Linked DNA regions of Sus scrofa: all the other regions are linked to region 3. The links are chromatin contacts, called in public HiChIP or PLAC-seq maps. All regions are on one chromosome and are shown on one strand. Each heading gives the region's core, a stretch centred on a gene start, on an enhancer-like site or on the middle of the called end of the contact. The rest is flanking DNA. Distances are from core to core; before and after follow the strand shown. Region 1 has its middle 8.7 kb from the start of ODC1. Region 2 overlaps NOL10 (nucleolar protein 10). Region 3 has its middle 16 kb from the start of KLF11.

Evidence for each region. HiChIP or PLAC-seq counts read pairs in DNA pulled down with a chosen protein or histone mark.
Region 1: a contact with region 3 is called in an H3K27ac HiChIP or PLAC-seq map of alveolar macrophages. The contact joins two enhancer-like sites. A contact is called at or near these places in 1 of 5 promoter capture datasets (liver) and 1 of 2 datasets of contacts at active chromatin or transcription factors (alveolar macrophages).
Region 2: an H3K27ac HiChIP or PLAC-seq map of alveolar macrophages shows a contact between it and region 3. The contact joins two enhancer-like sites. A contact is called at or near these places in 1 of 5 promoter capture datasets (fetal liver) and 1 of 2 datasets of contacts at active chromatin or transcription factors (alveolar macrophages).

The regions. Positions count from the first base shown.
Region 1 is chr3:126,079,764-126,082,497 of Sscrofa11.1, forward strand. No RefSeq gene overlaps it. Among named protein-coding and RNA genes, the nearest start is that of ODC1, 8.7 kb to the right of the region's middle. Within about 2 kb of position 1,413, at least 16 of the 83 cell types and tissues checked have an H3K27ac peak or open chromatin away from gene starts, as enhancers often do. A contact at or near this core is called in alveolar macrophages, where this site is marked.
Region 2 is chr3:125,941,882-125,944,624 of Sscrofa11.1, forward strand. NOL10 (nucleolar protein 10) reads left to right here. Exons shown (of 21, transcript XM_021087848.1): 18 at 1,162-1,335; 19 at 1,589-1,836. Among named protein-coding and RNA genes, the nearest start is that of NOL10, 82 kb to the left of the region's middle. Within about 2 kb of position 1,425, at least 4 of the 83 cell types and tissues checked have an H3K27ac peak or open chromatin away from gene starts, as enhancers often do. A contact at or near this core is called in alveolar macrophages, where this site is marked.
Region 3 is chr3:126,444,860-126,447,606 of Sscrofa11.1, forward strand. No RefSeq gene overlaps it. Among named protein-coding and RNA genes, the nearest start is that of KLF11, 16 kb to the left of the region's middle. Within about 2 kb of position 1,277, at least 34 of the 83 cell types and tissues checked have an H3K27ac peak or open chromatin away from gene starts, as enhancers often do. A contact at or near this core is called in alveolar macrophages, where this site is marked.

The DNA of each region.
Region 1 (2,734 bases), core at 163-2,662, 360 kb before region 3:
CCTGTGCCTTTACATCTCTCTGTGCTTGTCTCTCTGCACCCAAATTTCCCCCTTTTACACGTCATATTGGGAGTTCCCTGGTGTGCAGTGGGTTAAGGGTCAGGCATCGTCACTGCAGCGGGCCAGGTCGCTGCTGTGGTGGGGGTTTGATCCCTGGCCTGAGAACTTTCACATGCCTTGGCAGAGACCCCCCCCACAAAAAAAAGCACCCGGCAACAACAAAGTCAGATTGGATTATGGCCCGTTCTAATGCCATCCTAATGATTTCATTGAACGCAACAACGCCTATTAAAAAAAACCCCTATCTCCAAATGAGAGCACGTTCTGAGGGGCTTAGGACGTTAAGGTATGTATGGGGGCGGGGGGTGGGGTGACACCAATTTAACCCGTAACAGACAGCGTCTTCCAAGTAACCACGCTAGCGGCATAGGAGGTCTGAGCCCATCTCCAGGGCTGGCGGGGCATCGTGATCAGCTTAAGTCAACCACAGAGGTGCTACTCTCTTTCTCGGGATGGAGGAGGCCAGAGCATGCGGTCCGTTCCACCCACCAGACGGGAAGGGAAGTCCGCTGGGGAAAAGGATTTGTTGGGTAAAGAGAGACATAGGGGAAGGGAGGCCCTTTCTCTCCTGCTGGGTCCTCTGCCTTGTCTGCTCCTGATGCCCAGAACCGGGGCCGTCTTAGAACCACAAGGGCAGCTGGGTCTCCACTCTGCCCACGGAAGTGAGACAGATGGGAAGACCCGGGTCTCCGGCGCTCTCGAGGCTCTGTGTGAATGACACCGGAGCCTCCCTTCCCTGAGACTTGTGGTTATGTGAGATGATTAATTTCCCCTGCTGCTTACGCCAGCGAGTAATGTAACACTTACTTGCTTACCAGGCTCTTCGTAGGAAGTGTCCTCCTGGGGAGGCAGGAAGATTCGAACCATGCCCATCCCTGGCTTGTTTGATCCCAGACCCATTCCCTACCCCCCCCCCGCCCCCCAGGTCCTGCTCTTTTCTTGAGGGGAGTGGAGATGGGGGCTGACCCAGGAAACACGCGTGCTGGCTCTCTGGCCAACAGCTTCCAATCCAGAGGCCCTGGTGGGAACAGAAGCCTCCTCTCCCTCCTGACTCTCCCCAGGACTGGCTGCTTCCCCTGGGTTCCAGCCCCTCTGGTCAGCGCCTCCCTCAGTGGTTCCAGTCCCCGCCGGACAGCCCCCACGGGGCAGGTGGCCCGGGCTCCTGCTGATCTGGCCCTGTGGTGGGCGGGGCACCCTGCATCGCTTCGATATGCTCTTATCGCCGAGATGGGTTCCCACCTCGTGCCATTCCCCCTTCTGAACAGTCTTGCCTGCTCTGGCCTGAGCGATACAGGGCATGGCGTGCCAGAGTAGAAGGTTCTGTACTCAGGGCAGGGAGGGGACTCCTCGCCCCTTGAGCTCGCCAGGTCCCGTTGTCTGCAAGGATTTGGGTGGGCAGGTGGGAAGCACAGGATGAGGCCAGAGTCAGATTGTCTGCTGGATGGAGGACTAGCCCCTGGGGGCCGGGCGCTGCCCCCAGAATGAGCCCTCTGTCCTCTCCCCGAGGGAGGCTGGGCCCATGGCCAGCTGCCTCTCTGTGTCCCCTGGTCTTGATCTTGTCCTGCGTGTCCTGGGCCCCTCCCCAACTCTCCCTGGTCCAGCCTTTCCAAGCCCAGACCTCTCCACGAGCTGTTTCTAATACCCAGAGCAGAGTTCCTGCCTTTGCCCTGGGGCCCCACAGTGGCACCCTGTGTGACCGCCGCCCCAGTGACCAGAACACTCGGACACAAGCCTGGGGACAGCAGCCCTCTCTGACGATAAGCTCTCGCAGGCCGGGGCCTCCTCCGTGCATCTCCAAAGTGGCTGGAGGGGCCCTGGCCCGGCACGAGGGCTCCCGGCTGTCCGACGGGAGGCAACAAGCATCCCCTTCAGACCCTCCTGCAGCCTCTCCTCCGGAGCTCTGCAGCCAGGGCCCCCCGTGGCTCAGTCCGGCGAGATGCCAGAGGCTATTCGGATGGTCTCGGTTCTGACTTGGCAGCAAAGGGACGCTTAGGCCGAGTACACGCCTTCCAGGAGGCCCAGGTTGTGCAAGGGCCCTTCGCACGCTGCTCCCGCCGCAGGAGGAAGAAGCCTTGCGGGCTCTGGGGATTCCCAGAGGTGGGGCCCCACTGGGGTGGGGCTCGGGCAGAAACGGGGCCGAGGCAAAAGCCAGCAGAGGTGCTGCGGCATGTTGGGTCAGACGCCGTCACCAGGAGCTTAAGAGAAAATAAAACAAAGAGACGGTTTTCTTGGAGCGCTGGGAGAAGGTCAGGGTCCTTCCCCATCAGTTCCCCGCAGGCCCCCAGGAGCCCAGCCCACAGAAGCTCCAGAGGGGGCTCGTCCCTTGCCCCACACACCACCAGCATGTTGGAGACACTCAACATCAACACATATTGAACGAATGAATAAATGACCAAAGGAAAATATTCCAAACCTTTTGTTTTTGTTTTTGCTTTTTTGTCTTTTTAGGGCCACACTCGTGGCATATGCAGGTTCCCAGGCTAGAGCTTGAATCAGAGCTACAGCTGCCGGCCTCCACCACAGCCACAGCAATGCCAGATCCAAGCTGCATCTGCCACCTGCGACCTACACCATAGCTCACAGCAACGCTGGCTCCTTAACGCACTGATCGAGGCCAAGGACCGAACTCGCATGCTCATGGATACTGATCAGGTTCTTAATCTGTTGAACCACA
Region 2 (2,743 bases), core at 175-2,674, 500 kb before region 3:
GAATCATTTGTAAAAAAAAAAAAAAAGAAGCTAAAAACCCCACAAATATATGTTCAGTATCTCATAGAATTCTAGTAAGGGTTGGACAGATTTTCAGGGCATGTGTGTAATAAACAGCCCAGGCTCCGTGATGTCCCAGGTTTTACCAGCTTCGGTGTTTGTAGCCCTGTATCCAAGTACAGATGTCAGACTTCAGCTACTTACAGCCTTATTTACTCTGCAAATAGTACCGAACAGGCAGTGAAATCAGTCTGTTACGTAGCCGAGCCCGCCACCAGCAGGTTTGGTTTTCCAGCCTGTGTTCGTGCTGTTTACTTTGCAGTCCGCGGGAGGTAGGTTGACTTATCTGGGTTCCAAGCCTATGGCAGATAAGGAGCAATAGGAGAGCCCCGAGGGTATAAGATGACCCTCTCTTTAGTGAAGAGGAAAGTTTATAGTACATTCTAGAAAACTTCGTGTTCAGAAGTGGTACAGATGAAAAGGAGCTGAGTGCAGTCCTGAGCTATTCAGGTCGGGCTCAGGTGTCAGGTTTTTTGAGTCAAGTTTTTTGATGCCAAATCGGTATCCCTTGAGGACAGTGAAATGGCCGGGGGTGGGGGGGGGGAGCCGAGGCTGACCTGTAAGGGAAGGAAGTCTCCCTGACGTTCCCAGTAACTCCTCGGTGCCGTCGGTCAGCTCCCCGCCAGCTCCCCACCGCGTCAAAGCTCGGCGTGTGAGCGGTGTGTACCTCCTCGCCAGACGGCGAAATGTGGCGTGAAAGACTCACTGATCTTCATTCGGTGTAGTAGCTTTGCTTGAAAAGCCGTATTTCAGAAACATCTATTTCCTTGAAAAATGTTTCGCATCGAAAAGTGTTCATTGGTGAACGTCCTTTCAAATGTTTGAAGCATAAAGCCAGCTCAGAAGACTCCCTCTTGGCTCTTTCTGTGTAACAGCCAAGTGATACATATTTTCTGGGCAATAAATTAGTAGAATCTGTGGGTAAGAGATAAGCAATTAGCAGTTCTGGAAACGAGTCGTAAAACAGTGTCATGGGGATTTACTAAGTCCTGCCTTGTGCAGCTTGTTGATTTCGTGTTGGGTGAAATGTTTTGAAGCCACCTTTCTGGTCAGATTTTATGGTGGTGTTCATGTTCAATTTTGGCATCCTTCTTCTTTCAGAGCCTTCCTAACATTCTCACGGATGATCGATTTAAAGTGATGTTCGAGAACCCTGACTTCCAAGTTGATGAAGAGAGCGAAGAATTTCGGCTTCTGAATCCACTTGTTTCCAAAATCAGTGAAAAAAGGAAGAAGAAACTCAGACTCTTAGAGCAACAGGAACTTCCTGAAAAAGTAATGCACTCTCTTGGTCACATAGAACTTGCTCCCGTTTGTGGGCCGTAATGGTTTCTGTACGTTGCAAGAGGCGTCACGCAAACTCGAGCTGTCCTTGACCTTCAGCCTGGGCGTTTCTTCAGTTGCAGGCGCCTCTGATGCCCGCGCTGTCCCATGCCCCCAGGCGAGAGTGCTGCTAACAGAGAACCGGGGTGGGGGGGCAGTGCTGGGGGCTGGGGAAGGAGCTGCTGCTTACTCATTTCATTTGCAGGAAGAGGAGGAAGAGCCGGAAGGAAAACCAAGCGATGCGGAAAGCTCCGAGAGCTCAGATGATGAAAAAGACTGGGTGGCAGAGGTCAGGAAGCAGCGCCGGCTCCTGCAGCAGGAGGAAAAGCGGAAGCGGCAGGAGCAACGCAGGGAGGACCAGCAGACCGTCCTCAAACCCCAGTTTTACGAGATCAAAGCAGGCGAAGAATTCAGAAGCTTCCAAGATTCCGCCACAAAGCAGAAGCTGATGAAGTGAGTAGCGCTGCCCTGCTGCCCTCGGTGGTGGCTGGACAAGCTGCCAGCCTTGCCCTTCCTGGCTGGGCCCTTGCCCTCGAGGTGGCATTTTGATCTCTGGAGTGAATGTGAGGGAAGCGCCACAAGGCCTGAGGAAAAATCGACTGGTCTTTGTTGGGAGTATTTTTAACAACTTTTTGAGGTACAGTTTACATACAGTATGTTAAGGGTGTGGCCCCGTGAGTATTGGTAAATATATGCATTAGTGAGCTTTTTACTGCAAAAGCCACACTCCTAAATTATAGTGGCAATTAAAAGGTAACAACTTCTTGAATAAGCTATATTTTAAAATGAGAATTTCAGTTATGTTTACTCTTACCTTGGTTTACCTAATTATTAAAACGGTCACTTGGAGGAGTTCCCATTGTGGCTCAATAGGTTAAGAACCCAACTAGTATCCATGAGGCTTCAGGTTCGATCCCTGGCCTCGCTCAGTGGGTTGAGGGTCTGGTGTTGCCACAGGCTGTGGTGTAGGTCACAGATGCAGCTCCAATCCCACGTCACTGTGGCTGTGATGGAGGCCGGCAGCTGCAGCTCTGATTCACCTCTAGCCTGGGGACTTCCATATGCCACAGGAGCAGCCCTAAAGAGGAAATAAAAATAAAATGGTCCCTTGGAAAAGTTGCCAGAAATGGTAAGCCTTTTGTAGCAGAACGGAGAGGCCAGATTGATGTCCTAGAATAATTGAATACAGAGACAGAAAGTGGGGTGGTGGCTGCCAGGGGTCGAAGGGTGGGGGATGGGCATCACTGAATTAGGTTCGGAGAGTCACTTGGAATGATGAGAACGTCCTGGAAATGGACAGCGGTAGTGGTTGCACAACAGCGTGGATGTCCACCATTGAACTGTCCACTCTGAAAGAGTA
Region 3 (2,747 bases), core at 27-2,526:
ATCAGGGGTCTGCCAAGATGCCCGCCCCACAGGCTGGCCAAGAGTCGGGGGAGAGAGGCTGACGTCCCTCGGTCTTCTCTGGCCCATCACAGCCTTGGTCCCCAGTCCTCTCTGGTGCTGGGTGGCACTTTGACTGGCAGAGGTTAACCCCCAGGGAAGTGGGAGCTGGGCAGGCATCCTAACTGGCCTTCCTCACACCCCACTTCCAGCCTGTGCAGCACGCGCGTCCGCTGGTTTCCTCCTGGGCTCCTTTATGGGGCTTCTGGAGGCCTCGGGCCCTGTGGGCCCTGGGACGCCCTGGCACTTGGGCTCAGGAGGAGGCTTGGGGAGTCGTGGTGGCTGCTGGGTGACATGACACCTCTTGCACTGTGATCAGGGGCCCAGGGGCGCCTGCCTCTCTCCCAGGTGGGAACCTCTGACCTCTGGCTGGTCTGCTCTCGAGGCCTGACCCCAGATCTTGGGCCGCCTGAGTGAAGAGCCACACGTGTGGGCTGTGATGACTCCTTACACACATGGTGCCTCCAAAAAGCCCTTTGTCCTCCATTCTCTCGTGATCACCCATAGGTGCTCAGTTTCTTCAGCCCTGAAATGGGACTAATAACACCTCCCCAGTCGGGTGGTGTTAAGAATTAGGGGTGACGCGCCACAAAACGTGCTCCTTATCGGCCGTCAAATTATCCTCAGCCAAGCAGGTAGCTTCCTGGTCGTGGCTGGGCCCAACCTTCCCCTCACGTCAGAGCCAGCTGTGGGGTGATGTTGGCGGTGGGCGGGAGCTTTTTATTCTGTGCCCGAGGGAGAAGGGGACAGCCGGGACCTCCCACGGGGATGGCACCCCTCACCCCGGAAACCTTGGCAGGAGCAGGGGCTGAAGTCCCGGGGGCAGGGGTGTCACCGCGAAACGCTGGGGTAGAGACGACCCCACCGAACTTGCACGGCGTGAGCTTGCAGCGGGGTGGTCCCGGGCTGCTCTCGAGAGCACCGCGCCCTGCAGCCAGGCAGTTGGGGACACGCGCTCCCACTTTAGAGCTCAGCCATTGCAAAGCAGGGCTTGGAGGCCGTTCAAGCGCCCAGCCCTGCAGCTTCCTGGCTCCGGTCACAAAGCCCTGGGTGGAGAAGAAAGGGGGAGAAAGGGAGGGGAAGGGTGTCGCAGGCTCAGTGCCTTCCTCTGGGTGGAGGCCCATGGCAAGGGTCCTGGAGGCTCCTGGTCCCACTGGGCCCACGGAGGCCTTTGCTCCCCCGAGAGCAGGAAGCTCCCCACCCTGGGGAGAGTCCCTCCCCCGCCTGCGGGTGCCCGGCCCACTTCCTCTGCAGAGGGACACACCCGAGCTGGTGGCCTCAGCAGCCCCTGGGGAGCGGGGGCAGGGGCTCCTGGGCAGGCAGGCTCCTTTCTGCCTCAGCCTCAGTTTCCCCCTCTGGGGTGTGAGGGGACCCTGTTGATGAGGTGGCAGTGGACAGGCAGAAGCGGAGATGAAAGAGCCCAACCAGCCTCTCCGGATTCCAGCAGCTGCTAGCTGGACTCTTGCTGTCCAGTTAGTCCAGCTCAGGGAGTGGGCTTGGGGAGCATGCGGTCCCAAGACTGGCCATTCCTGTGCAGATCCCGCTCCTCATTCGGAGGGCGTGAAAGGGCGAACTGAGCCCCAGCCCCAGCCGGAAAGTGGACATGCTAGTCATTCCTTCATTTCATCAGACCCTTGCTGAGAGCCAGCCCTGAGCCAGCGAGATTTTGCTGCCCTCTGGGAATCCACAGCCTGGGGGAGGACAGAGGGGGCGCACAGGTGACCAGGCACCGGGGGCTGGGCCAGAGGAACTGCATGGGGAAGGGAGAACCCTAGGCAGACCGGCACTTTGAGCCGAGCTTCAAAGAGGAAAGGAAAAAGGAAGAGAAAGGAAGTGTGTGCGTGCATGTGTGTGTGTGGGGGGGGGGTGTGGGAGAGGTGGGGGTGGGGGAGATCCAGAAGAAAACGAGTGGCTCACAAAAGCCTGGAGCGTGAGGCTGGAGGGAACTGGTCTCTAGTTCTCACACACGGACAGGTGGGAGTTGGGAGCACGTTTAGAAAGACCAAGGGTTTGCATTTTATTCTGAGAACCAGAGCAGGTGTGGACAGGACCTAGGGAACAGGCAAGAATGTTTGCCTCTGAGGACTTTGCCTCTGACCGCGTGTGGAGGGCAGAGTGACAGGTGCGAGGCGCCCAGGCTGGGAGACCCGGCTGTGGCAGCAGCAGTCACTTCCTACTGCGGAGAAAAACAGGGGAGTCTTAGTTTTCTGTGCTGTGTGACAAATGACCACAAAACCAGAGGCTTAAAGCGGCACACATTTATTATCTCAGCTTCCGTGAGATAATAAGAGGAGTCAGGACAAGGCCTGGTGGGGTCTTCTGCTGGGGGTCTCCTCAAGCGCCAGTCAAGGCGGCCTTGAGCTGTGTTCTCACGTGGAGACTTGACCGGGGAAGAATCGGCTTCTCTGCTCCCTCAGGCTGTCGCAGAATTCCTTCCCTTGCAGATCCATGACGGAGGGCCAGCCTCTTCCCGGCTGTCCTCCGGGGCTGTGCTTAGTCTGGAGGCTGCCCACATCTCCCTGCCCCAGTCTCTCTCCAGCGGCAGCCCCTTTGCTCCGTGTCAACGGGAGAGGATGTCTCTCTCAGCCCAGAGGGAGTCTTACATGACACGAGGCACTTCTGTGAGTGACCTCACCTTTGGCCCATCCACTGGCTAGAACAAACCCCAAGGTTCTGCCCACACTCAAGGT